2 separate regions of the Ostrinia nubilalis genome follow, and region 2 is linked to region 1. A link is a contact called in public Hi-C data. All regions are on one chromosome and are shown on one strand. Each heading gives the region's core, a stretch centred on a gene start, on an enhancer-like site or on the middle of the called end of the contact. The rest is flanking DNA. Distances are from core to core; before and after follow the strand shown. Region 1 holds the start of LOC135077561 (17S U2 SnRNP complex component HTATSF1-like). Region 2 holds the start of LOC135077175.

Region 1 (5,978 bases), core at 1,482-3,981:
TACTTCGGTGTGCGTACTTGCGCCGTACAATACAACCCGATCGAGTTATTTGCGCACCTCGCTGGAATGTGACTCCCTCGCACATCTCCCCGTCCGTACCAGGGAGCATCAATGTGAAGTCACGGCTGCCAGGTGCGCAGTTGACTCGATTGAGCTGCAAGTACGCCTCGAGTAGCTTTAGTGCGTTCCACAGATTAAGTAGAGATACACCACCATAGTCCAGCGCGGCGAGTGACGAGTTGAACGAACTACCAACCCTCGGGAAAGTGCAGTCCAAACCTATTGAACTATATTCAGGGTGGAAACTATAAGTGATTACCTACTAAATTGCTTTTCTGTCAGCCAACATTTATTATTTTAAAAACTAGCTCGCCCGCGTGTAATGAGGGCTATCGTTTTTATACTTAACAGTTGGCACCCCTGGCGATTGACAGGACCTTACTCTACAGTGGCGCCATCTTGATGAGTGCAAATGCGATAGTCCTCGTACCACTTTAGAGCTCAGAAGTTGGCGCCACTGTCTTCGCGACTAGCAAGTGACAGGACCTTACTCTACAGTGGCGCCAACTGGTGGGCGCTAAAACGATAGCCCTCATTCAGTTTGTCACAGATCGTTATGTTTTAAATTAAAGCTTTTAAATGTTCTGATTACCTACTGTAGTTTCATCAAAATCCGTTGAGTAGTTTTGGCATGAAAGAGTAAACATACAATTACATCCTTACAAACTTTCGCATTTATAATATTAGTAGGATAAATAAATGTTATTCAAACTAAATAATTTTGGAACTCTTTTGGGAGCTGGAGATACTGGGTCTTAAATGGAGCTTCTAGGAACAGATTACAACAATAAATTAGAATTGTGTTATGCATAGATTAATACATCTAAGGTGTTAGGTGTTTTTCAGCTACTATTGTAGTTGATGTCAAAGACCTACAAAATTAAAAGCTAGATTGCACAAAATGGCAAATTGATAAACTACTCTAAATAGATTCAGAGGAAAAAGATACACAAAAGCTGTTAATTAATACTACTTAGTGTACTGAACATTCATTTAATCCCCATTTTATATAAAATGTTTGAATTACATAAAGTAAACTGGAATGAAGTGCCAAAGGAAACTTTTATTTGATAAATTTATTTCCACTTATCTAATTGAATTAAGTAAAAACACCATGAAGTTACTTATCCCTTACTTTGATAAGATCATTAAGATCTAGAGCTACACATATTTCCTTAGACTCTGTGCGTGGATTCCTATCCAAAATTTCAGTAATAGGGTAATAATTTTCTCTGTTGTCGACATTCCATCCAGAATACTGAAACAAAATTAATGTAATTAATTACTTCATTGCATAGAAAAATATTTCTAAAATATAAAATGTAAGTTAGGTAAAAGAACCATACCACACAGGTGCACTTGTGTAAAATTTTTCCATTAGATTCCATGGGAATAAATTTCTGGAGTAATGCTTTTCCATCAATTTTCCACAAGTTTAGTTCATCCAGTTTTGATATTACTGTGTCTCCATCCCATTTAACATCAGACTTCAACAATACAAAATTTCCAGACTGGAATAAATGAAAAACGTTTTAACATTAATATTGTAATGCACACAAAAATTTTTGCAAAAAATATATTATTACCCGACTACGGCAAAGCAAAAGGAGGGTTATTTTATAACTGAAACCATATATTATTGCCTATTATGCTTCTACTAATAACATACCTAATTTATTTGAATGTTATTATTTTTTCATAGGTATATAATATGACTTAAGCTTTACCTTGGTAAAGATATTTAAGTCTATTGGTGTAGTCTTCACTGTTGAATATCAGTGGCCTCAGTAGTATTATTATATTGTAATACTATGCTCTTTATAGCTGTCTTTTGTTAAATGGATAAATAAACTTACATGGAAATGCTTTGGTACATCTTTAGATTGGCTGGAGTCAGATTTGTTTCCGTCTGATCCATTCTTCTCCTCGTCCGAGCCCTCCTCCTCGTCCAGCTCGCCCTCGTCGTCCTCCCCCTCCTCATCCTCCTCTCCTTCACCTTCACTCTCCTCGGATGATTCGTCATTTTTGCGCTTCTTTTTAGAGTTGTTTAGGGATCCCTTAGATGTACGCTTCCGCCCTGCCCTAGCTGGCTGTTCATTCTGCAAACCATATTAATGTATTTTATTATTTTGAATCATAACAATGTTACAAAGTGACAACATCTGTCCACATAGTAAATGATTATTATTTTAATTTAGGGTATGCAAGACAATGAGAAAAGCTATTAAGGTACCTAATCTATGAATAACGCAGTACAGTACAATCACTACTTTCATAACCTCTGTGCCTACTTTTAGGGAATTATTTTGAAAAATAATTATTGATAACAAATAGCTTTATTTAACTATCCAGTTAACCATTAATAACCAATAAATCGAGAAGCAACGTATTAAAAATTCACAGAAACAAACATAAATTAGGTATTACCGAATCGGCATCCGGCGTCCAATCTTCTCCTGAATCTTGGAACTCTTCTGGTTCCACTCCTCCGTCTGATCCATCGGATTCGTCATCTTTCTTCAATGACTTACGTTTACGCATGTTTGAAACTCTTATAATATTCTAGTAAGATGAAATGGTGCAAAACCCACGCCGTTTGTAATTACAAGGTAGGAGAATATGAAAAACAAGCCCATTCAACGAACGAGAAAAAGCAAGCAACGGATTAAGCATAGACAAAAACGAAGTCGACTGTAGACAATTGTAGCTTGACATTTAAACATGGAGTCGTATCATGATCGTATCGTTTACTAGTTTCTTTTTTATCAAATATTTTGCTCTTTATCATTCTTGCCTTTTTTGGCTTTCTTTAAGTTTAACACGCACAACAAAAAGAGCTAAATTATTAATGTTCTTTACCGTGTAGCTAAACAAGTAAGTGAGTAACAAAAACATTTTAGGGGGTCGCTAGCATCGCCGTCAAAAGATCTAACCACGCATTATCATATCTTTGGTACCTGCTACAAGCACGCAAGCTCATTTCCTTGCTTGCATTGTCATATCAGCTGATTGCGTCATTGGATTTATAGACAATAACGCAAAAACAAAAAACAAGTCGCAGTATCTCCATTCTTGTGCTATTGTTCATTTTGGAAATTACCGAGTGTTTAAAAAATCAAAATGAAATTCCAATATAAAGAAGAACATTCTTTCGAGAAAAGGAAGACTGAAGGAGAGAAGATACGCAGGAAGTATCCTGACCGTGTTCCTGTCATTGTTGAGAAAGCCCCGAAGGCTAGATTGGGGGACCTCGACAAAAAGAAGTATTTGGTGCCGTCTGATCTAACTGTTGGTCAGTTTTACTTCCTGATCAGGAAGCGCATTCACTTGCGACCCGAGGACGCGCTGTTCTTTTTTGTGAACAATGTTATTCCTCCGACGTCCGCCACCATGGGATCGCTCTACCAGGAACATCATGACGAAGATTTTTTCCTTTACATAGCTTTCTCTGATGAAAACGTGTATGGATCTTTCTAATTCCACAATTTTATTACCATTATTATATCTAAAATTACTATACTAATTACCTTATGGTGACACTTTAGTTTTAAGGTTTAGTTTAATGATCGATGTATTATGTTACAATGGTGATAATTATTTTTAATTTGCAATTCCACTTACGACTTTGTAAAATCAATGATGATTAAATTTAAAAAAACAAATATGTGAAGATAATATTGCAATGTTTTAATCTCTTTGTTTGGTTTAGGAGTGTGATTATTTCTGTATTAAATAATAAACATAAAAACACATTTACTTCTTTTATTTTTTTACGTTTGTTCCTAAAATCAATGAAAATTTTGGGTGATAGGTACCTACATTCTAAACATCTGTTTAAACAGGTACTATTACATTTGCTATGGCATTCTTACAGATAACAACACCTAAGTAATTAATCACACATTATTATGAACTAGGTTTATTTTTTAAATACTTACCTATCTACTTGAACTGCCAAATTATGGAAAACAACATTGTTTTCAGGTAATTAAATATTGCGCAATGTAAATAGGTAGACAAGTATGCAAATTAAGGGTTAAAGGAAAATCTCATCAAACTACAAGCAGTATATTCTCATTATTTTCTTTTATCTACCCATACGTGCTCTGTGTATCTACCTATGACTGATCCTGAAGATGTATTTTTTTTTTCATTTTATGAACAATGAGAGAGTACTATGTCTAAAGATAGTCAAAGAGTACATAGAATGGAAAAGAAGGAAAACAAGTTGCTGCATATGCAGGCGACGCAACGCTTCTTTCGTAGCCAGCAGCTACCTTGGCTTCACAGAAAAGACATGACCGAATTAACGAGTTTTATCAACCCAAGGTGCCATGTGCCATGGCACGAGGTCGCGCTTTTAACCTGCCGAGGCTTGGGCATATCAAGGGTGGCCCTTTAAAAAAAAGTAAAAAATAACATGATTTTGAACCCTAAGACTAGGGAATAAGGTTGCAAATGAATGTTAGAATTCACAGGTAACTGCAAATAAATGGGTGACGTGCTTGGTCTTGCTGAGTACCTGCGGTCCTTCTATTATTGTTTTGCTTTGTGTAACATGCATCACCATCATGGTAACCATTGTAAATTTTTTTCTTTTCTTGATTTTCTGCTGCTACACTCGCAAGCAGGTATCTCTATTTTCTATTGACCCACAATATTCCTTTACGACCACTGTTCCATTTCGTTCGCACGCACTTATATGCATGTTTACGGAGGATTCCCGAAGAGAGAGAAACGTAAACTGCCATTTGCATAAATTATAAGAGGACAAAAAAATATTAGGTAGGTTAGTATGAAGCTGTAAGTACCCACCCCACGACACTACCACACACTACTGGCTTGGTAGTGTAGAAGGGAAAAAATATTCCCCACGACACTACTGGTCTGGTAGTGTGGTTTGGTAGTGCGGTGGGTCAGAAGGGTCCCAGTTTTATGAGAGACCACGATGGAAAACTATTTCACACGTGTGTTCTCATACTATTTACTCTACCTATACGCCTGCTGTTCCCCTCGTGGTAAGATATAATGCTTGTGTTGTGTTACGAGTGGGCTCACCACAATAGTAGAGAGGCGGTGGGATTCGAACCCGCGTTCCTCGGATCTCAGTCGGCGGCCAGTCCGACCCATTCACCGTTGGGCTATCGTTGCATTATAACGCATGATGCTGCTCCTTCCGGATTGAATCCTTTCCACAAATAGGAACATACTACCTTACTTGTATTTTGGAAATGGACGGACAATACGGACATAGGTACTAAAGGACTAATTAAAAAATAACGCCATTCGTTTCTAAGGATTTTTATTGTATCCTACATAAATGTAATTATTAAATGGAAATGTTTTACTTAAATACTACTTCCTGATGCATTTTTTATTAAACAATTTACTTAAGTTACTAACATAATATTAAGACTACATGAAAATACAGCCTGGTGCAAAAAATACGTATTTCGATACACAAGGGAAAATATCGTATTTTTTAAAGTAGATTTAATAGCCGTATACGGCGAACAATTCGCCTCACTTGACCTTTCACAAAGTATAATCCAAAATTATTCGATTAATTATATTGACAATCACAAAAAAGATCTATCCAACTAAGCGACACACCTATTACTTTACCGACCGGGCTGTAAATGAATAGTAGCTTTGTCATAAAGAGATATTCAATAGTTTTATTTGATACATACATTATTAAATGTTGAAGTATTATTTTAAATGTCTAAATGAACATAATTTGGCACTAAACGCTTTGGATTAGAAATATTTGAAAATTACAATAGTAAGACTATAGAAATAGATAATTAACTAAAATTTGTTTCATTCCTGAAGTTACAAAATTGTTTATTCGAAATATAAAAATAATATTGGTTGGTCACCATAAACAAGTAGTAAAATGTTGCTTTATTAACCAA
Region 2 (5,978 bases), core at 1,413-3,912, 190 kb after region 1:
CATCCCGCAGCGCCGGAGACGAGGAAATCCGAATTAAGCCATCGCATTACGACGCGCAGCGTAAACAATTTGCGAAAATTTTTACAAGTCTCGGCTCCATACAAAATGCCTTCGAAAATTCGGCTATAAAATTCATAAAAAATTAAATTAAAAATAAAATTCATAAAATTCATTTATTTTTGCAAATAGGCTTTAAAAAAGCGCTTTTACACGTCCCAATATTAACCCTACCACTGCTTCCGGACAATAAATGGGCCAGTGCTGAGAAGAAGCAGCGCAAGAAACTCAGTCACTATTGTCAGCCTCCTTTTCAAGGTTTTACAGTCTTTAAAATATACAAATTATAGTCATAAGTATTAATGCGAGCTAGGTAGTTAAACATTCCAAACATTTTTATCCTTTATATAATCATCAACTTTATAGTAGCCCTTTTTCATTAAGGTGCTTTTGATATGTGCTTTAAATTTATGAATGGGCAATTCTACAACAGTTTGTGGTAATTTATTGAAAAGTTTAATACATTTCCCCATAAATGAATTACCAATCTTGTGCAGTCTGAAATTTGGAACGGCAAGTTTATTTTTGTTTCTTGTATTGAACTTGTGTAAATCACTCTTTCTAGTAAATTGCTCTATATTTTTGCGAACATATAAAAGGTTTTCATAAATGAACTGTGAAGCTACTGTCAGTATATTAATCTCCTTAAAGAATTCTCTCAAGGAAAATCGGGGTCCAAGGTTATAAATGGCCCGCACTGCTCTCTTCTGCAGAACGAACACAGTTTCAATGTCCGCAGCTGAGCCCCACAACAATATGCCGTATGACATTATACTATGAAAATAGCTAAAATAAACTAGCCTTGCCGTTTCAATGTCAGTTAATTGCCTTATCTTTCTCACTGCAAAAGCAGCTGAACTGAGCCTTGCTGACAAGGTTTCAATATGAGGACCCCACTGAAGTTTAGAGTCTAAAGTGATTCCCAAGAATGTTGTGGAACTTATGCTATTTAATGGTTCATTCTTCACCATCAATTGTGTGGGAACCTGCCTCACATTAGGTAAGGTAAATTTAATGCACTTAGTTTTGTTTGCATTTAACAATAAGTTGTTAACAGTAAAAATGCAAAACCTGTGAGAGTGTGTCATTTATATCATCAAGGTTTACTTTACCTCTATCAACTTTGAAAATGAGAGATGTGTCATCAGCAAATAACACAATATCACATAGATCTTTTACAAAGTAGGGAAGGTCATTAATATAAATAAGAAATAGCAAAGGTCCCAATATCGATCCCTGCGGCACACCCATGGTAAGAGGTGCTCCAGAAGACTCAGTTCCATTAATACAAACTTTTTGCTTTCTGCCTGTGAGATACGAGTTCAACAGATCAAGTGCCTCATCCGAAACACCATAATGTCGCAATTTTTTTAGTAAGGTTTGGTGGTCTACACAATCAAACGCTTTTGAAAGGTCACAAAAAATACCAACAGCGTCTTTTTTACTCTCCCAAGCATCAAAGACGTGTTTCAGTAGTGCTACTCCAGCGTCAGTAGTACTTCTACCTTTGGTAAAACCAAATTGTTTATTGTGAAGTAATTTGTTGAAAATAAAATGAGAAGATATGTTCTCAGACCCCCCTTGCTACACTAAGTGAAAAGCGAAAAATATTACAAGTCCCAGCTCCATACAAATTACGCTCGAAAATTCGGCTGTCTAAACTCCATACTAAAGTCGTCAAAATTTTTCTAAGTGTCAGAAAACCTAATTTTTTTTTAAAAATCAGTCTATCTTTTTTTGATCACTATGTTATTTGCTATTTTCGAAAAAAAATAATTAAGTGTTATTTTAATGGACCCCCTTTGGTACTCCCGGACCTTTTATTCTATTTAGTTAACCATTGGGGGCGGATCAGTCATAGTTTTTACTTGCTACATACACTTGAGTTCTGTAAGTTACTATGATAATACTTACTTCTTCGATATCCAGATATTGAAGACTCTCAACTGATTCTAAATCGGAATCTAATAAAGATTGTATAGAGGGTGTTTTTAACAAATCCATAATGACACTATCAAAGGAATAATGTAATTTATCAACAGTTTCCTGCCTATTTGTACTAATTGTTCATAAAACTAGTAAAATATTTAAGAATATAATTTATTGAACTAACACTGAAAAGTAACATACACAGTTAAACTTATTTTATTAAATAAAAACTCAATTTTGTCCGAATTCCGATGATCAGTCAGTTCATTATTATTTTGCCGATCGTTTTATTATGTCAAATATGTCAAACTTGTTAGTAATATCATTAACACTATCGTATCAAATCGTACTATGATCGTATCACAGTTCATATTGTATCACATATTGATATTAACAAAGATAATGTAAAAAGGTAAAGACAATAGTGTATATACGCGGGCCACAGCTACCCATTTCCGTTTTTTTTCTCGCTCTCACCAAATGGTGATTCTTTGCGATAGAACGAGACGACATGACCGGAAATGTGGCCGATAGTACTAGTTGTAACATCATTTTGCGCGCAGTATAGTCGTTGACCTTGGCCTGATAATCGATTAAAAAATAAAAGTTGCTTGACACACATGACATTAATGACATTTGGTAAATGACGGAAATACGGAATATTGACGGACAGATCCTTGGCTTCTGCGATTTCCTTCTATTGTTAACAAGGCTTTTGGGATTTGTGATACGATTATCTGGAAGAATCGTTACCAATAATAATGTTGAATATTCTTTAACCTTCCCTCTGACCAAATTTTTGATTTGTAACACCCTAAAAATGGACAAACTCACTGTAATATCTGGAACCCTATTTATGGCAGCCGATGTTTTTGCTATTGTAAGCCTAGCTATGCCCGACTGGATAATCACCGATGTTGGAGGTATTTATACTAGCCGAGATTGTGATATTTTTGTTCTTTGTAACTTTCCCATCTTAATGACTAATGATTGTTTGTTTTTTTAGGTGATACCCGTCTTGGTTTAATGTGGTCATGCATAACACTGTACAACAGACCACAAGTTTGTTTCACTCCAGATCTACAACCAGAGTGGTTACTTGCTTTGATCTGTATATTTATTGGCTGTATATGTATAACTACAACTGTTATATTGCTGGCTTCAAGTCATTTTGATCGTAATGTGATTCCTTATGCAAGATGGGTGGGATTTGCAGCAAGTATGAAATCATTTTGTAACATAGGTAATTCCTTTATTTCAATAATTTTACATGAGTCTAATTGATTGGTACATTCTTTTCAGTGGTGGTGTTTTGTTTGGCAGCTGTAATATTTCCAATGGGCTTTCATGTTGATGAAATTGGTGGCCAACCATACCAGCTTCCTAACAGTCATCAAGTTGGGATATCATATATATTATTTGTTCTTTCTTTGTGGATAACTGTGATATCAGAGTTATTTGCTGGTAAAGTTTGTTTACCACATTTTTAAGCTAAGTTGTCATTAAAATGTGTTTATTGTGATATAGGATGTTCTAAAAATAATGGATAACCTTGTACCATCAATAAGCCTCAGTATGGTCTCTCAATTATAAAATTTTGACCTGTTAATACTATAAGGTTTTCAAGATTTTTAAATTTTTAGAAAATTGCCACCTGCTATTGCAATTTAAGACAATGAATTACATTTTTCTTTTTTTCTACTTCTTTTTATAATACTTTACCTAGTTTGTTGAATTGCATGAGAAAAACTAATTTCAGGTGGCAATTTTCTAAAAAATCTTGAAAACTGATATTTCTACTAAGGTCAAAATTTTATATTAGAGATCATGAGGCCTATGAATGGTTGCATGGTTATCCATTGTATTTGGGACATCTTGTATATTACGTAATGGGTAATTAATGACTGCTAGATATGGTAATAGAAGAAAACAAATAATACAAACAGTCTAGGCTTTACTATCAAATGCTAATAAAGCCTATAATTTTAGTACTGGTCCAGCAGTGAGCAAACCTTGTTAAAATAAATTACCTACTGTGACCTAATAAGACTAAAGGATCTGAAAATGATAAGTACCTATATTATGTTTAATTAATTTAATGCAAAAGTAACATTTAGAAAAAAATTACAATTACTTTAAATGTACATTGCGTCTTGAATCTCGGTGTTTGGTCTGTTATTAATATGAGTGTGTGTGACAAAGGACTGAATGGTGTTAACTTAAGGTCAGCAATGCCATAATGTCATGTGATAGCCTATAAGTGTACCTACTATACATTTTAAATGGATCATTTAATTTTAAGCAAAAACCCCCTTTACTTTGATTTAATGTTAGAATTATATTGTTTATTAAGTATTATTAAAAATATATGGGTCATTCCACAAAAATATGTCAACTCTTAGTCCGCGCCACATTTCACATGAAATATTTGTTAATATTTTATTCCAAAATTGTTAAATAACAGCTCGCAATGTGTTTTATTCATCACCCATTTATATTTTTTAAAACTATCTTTAAAACATCTTATTTTCCTTTTAAATAACCCATAACGTCATTCCCTAGGCATGTCCGTACTCCAAAAGTTTGTGTTTTGGAACCTATATTTATAGAAACATCAACTTGATCCTTTGTTTTAATTAACGAATAATCTATTTAAACGTATATTACACCAAATAAACTATAATTTACACTAATAAAGTATTCAAAAGCATCTTAAAAAAGTTTAGGACAAAATGACGTCGAAAATATACAGATTTTCATGGAATGACCCATATATATTATTTGAAATAACTGAAAAAGATGTAATTATGTACCTTCATTATGTTAAGAAAAAAATAAATACTTATCCATGTTACAAATAATCTATCATTTACCTACCTAATTTCAGTTAATTTATCTTTCAATGAAATGGGTGGTACAACAACTGCACCACCCTTCACGCGAGTAGCATTGTCAGACTCAGTCACACCACTTTTTCTAAAAATTGGGACAAGAAAGCGCGATTCGGATAAAAAAAAAAACGAGAAGTTGGAAATATGTTCGTACACCGTGACTTTTGATAGCTTTCGTTGTTTTTTCTTTACTTACAACATACAGGATTTTAGTTTACATTCGTGTTTTGGATGTAAATACCTACTTCTGAATTAGGTAGGCCTAGTATTAATCTAATAATAATAAAAAATTAGGCATGTAGGTAATTTGACTATTTGCGTGTGCGTCAGAATGGACGGTCACTACCCATATTTTACATCGAAATAAATATTGAAAGTTGCTTCCCAGTTGCTACCCTCGATTTAAAGAAAAATAATCTACTTTCTTAGGTGACGCGCCATCCTAGCATCAGAATGGCTGGTCACCTATCCAGCGAGAACAAACTGCGCTAGTTAAAAGAGTTTGTTTTTTACCAACAGTTGCTACTAACTGCTACCTTCATATACCACGTCTAGGAGCTCAATAGCTTTTAAGGCTAAAAAGTAATTATGTATTTACTTTTTCGATATCTCAACGCCAACAGAATGAAGGTAGCAGTTAGTAGCAACTGTTGGTTAAAATAAACTCTTTTAACTAGCGCAGTTTGTTCTCGCTGGATAGGTGACCAGCCATTCTGATGCTAGGATGGCGCGTCACCTAAGAAAGTAGATTATTTTCTTTAAATCGAAGGAAACACCTATTTAACGATTAGTACCAACTGGGAAGCAACTTTCAATATTTGTTTCGATGTAAAATATGGGTGGTAGTGACCGTCCCATTCTGACGCACACCTATTTGCGCCACAGTGACCAAAAAAGTGCCTAAGCATAGAAAAAAACAATCATAACTCGAAAACTATCAAAAATCGCGGAACATACGTGGGGGATTTGAATAGTTAGCCCTAGTGTGATGCTCTATTAACTCTGGGCTTCGGCTTGACACTACTTTTTGAGACAGCCTGTATAATTTAACTTTAAGAACTAACAAAAAAACTGAGGTAATGTCTCGTTTCTATCGGGTCT

What was found. Hi-C and Micro-C count contacts between places; a contact is called where the count stands out from the background.
Region 2: a contact with region 1 is called in a Hi-C map of whole body, with 6 times the contacts expected there. The contact joins the promoter of LOC135077175 here to the promoter of LOC135077561 in region 1. A contact is called at or near these places in 2 of 5 Hi-C or Micro-C datasets (both in whole body).

Annotation. Positions count from the first base shown.
Region 1 is chr13:8,626,339-8,632,316 of ilOstNubi1.1, forward strand. LOC135077561 (17S U2 SnRNP complex component HTATSF1-like) reads right to left here and starts at 2,732. Exons shown (of 4, transcript XM_063972109.1): 1 at 2,488-2,732; 2 at 1,917-2,159; 3 at 1,407-1,571; 4 at 1,038-1,318. The coding sequence starts at 2,601. The coding sequence ends at 1,181. It overlaps LOC135077562 (gamma-aminobutyric acid receptor-associated protein), which reads left to right and starts at 3,031. Exons shown (of 1, transcript XM_063972110.1): 1 at 3,031-3,812. The coding sequence starts at 3,181. The coding sequence ends at 3,537. LOC135077563 (nucleoprotein TPR) reads right to left here. Exons shown (of 14, transcript XM_063972112.1): 14 at 5,346-5,978.
Region 2 is chr13:8,814,094-8,820,071 of ilOstNubi1.1, forward strand. It overlaps LOC135077175, which reads left to right and starts at 2,663. Exons shown (of 3, transcript XM_063971723.1): 1 at 2,663-2,909; 2 at 2,993-3,205; 3 at 3,289-3,700. The coding sequence starts at 2,807. The coding sequence ends at 3,476. LOC135077253 (vacuolar protein sorting-associated protein 8 homolog) reads right to left here and starts at 2,195. Exons shown (of 13, transcript XM_063971791.1): 1 at 1,972-2,195. The coding sequence starts at 2,061.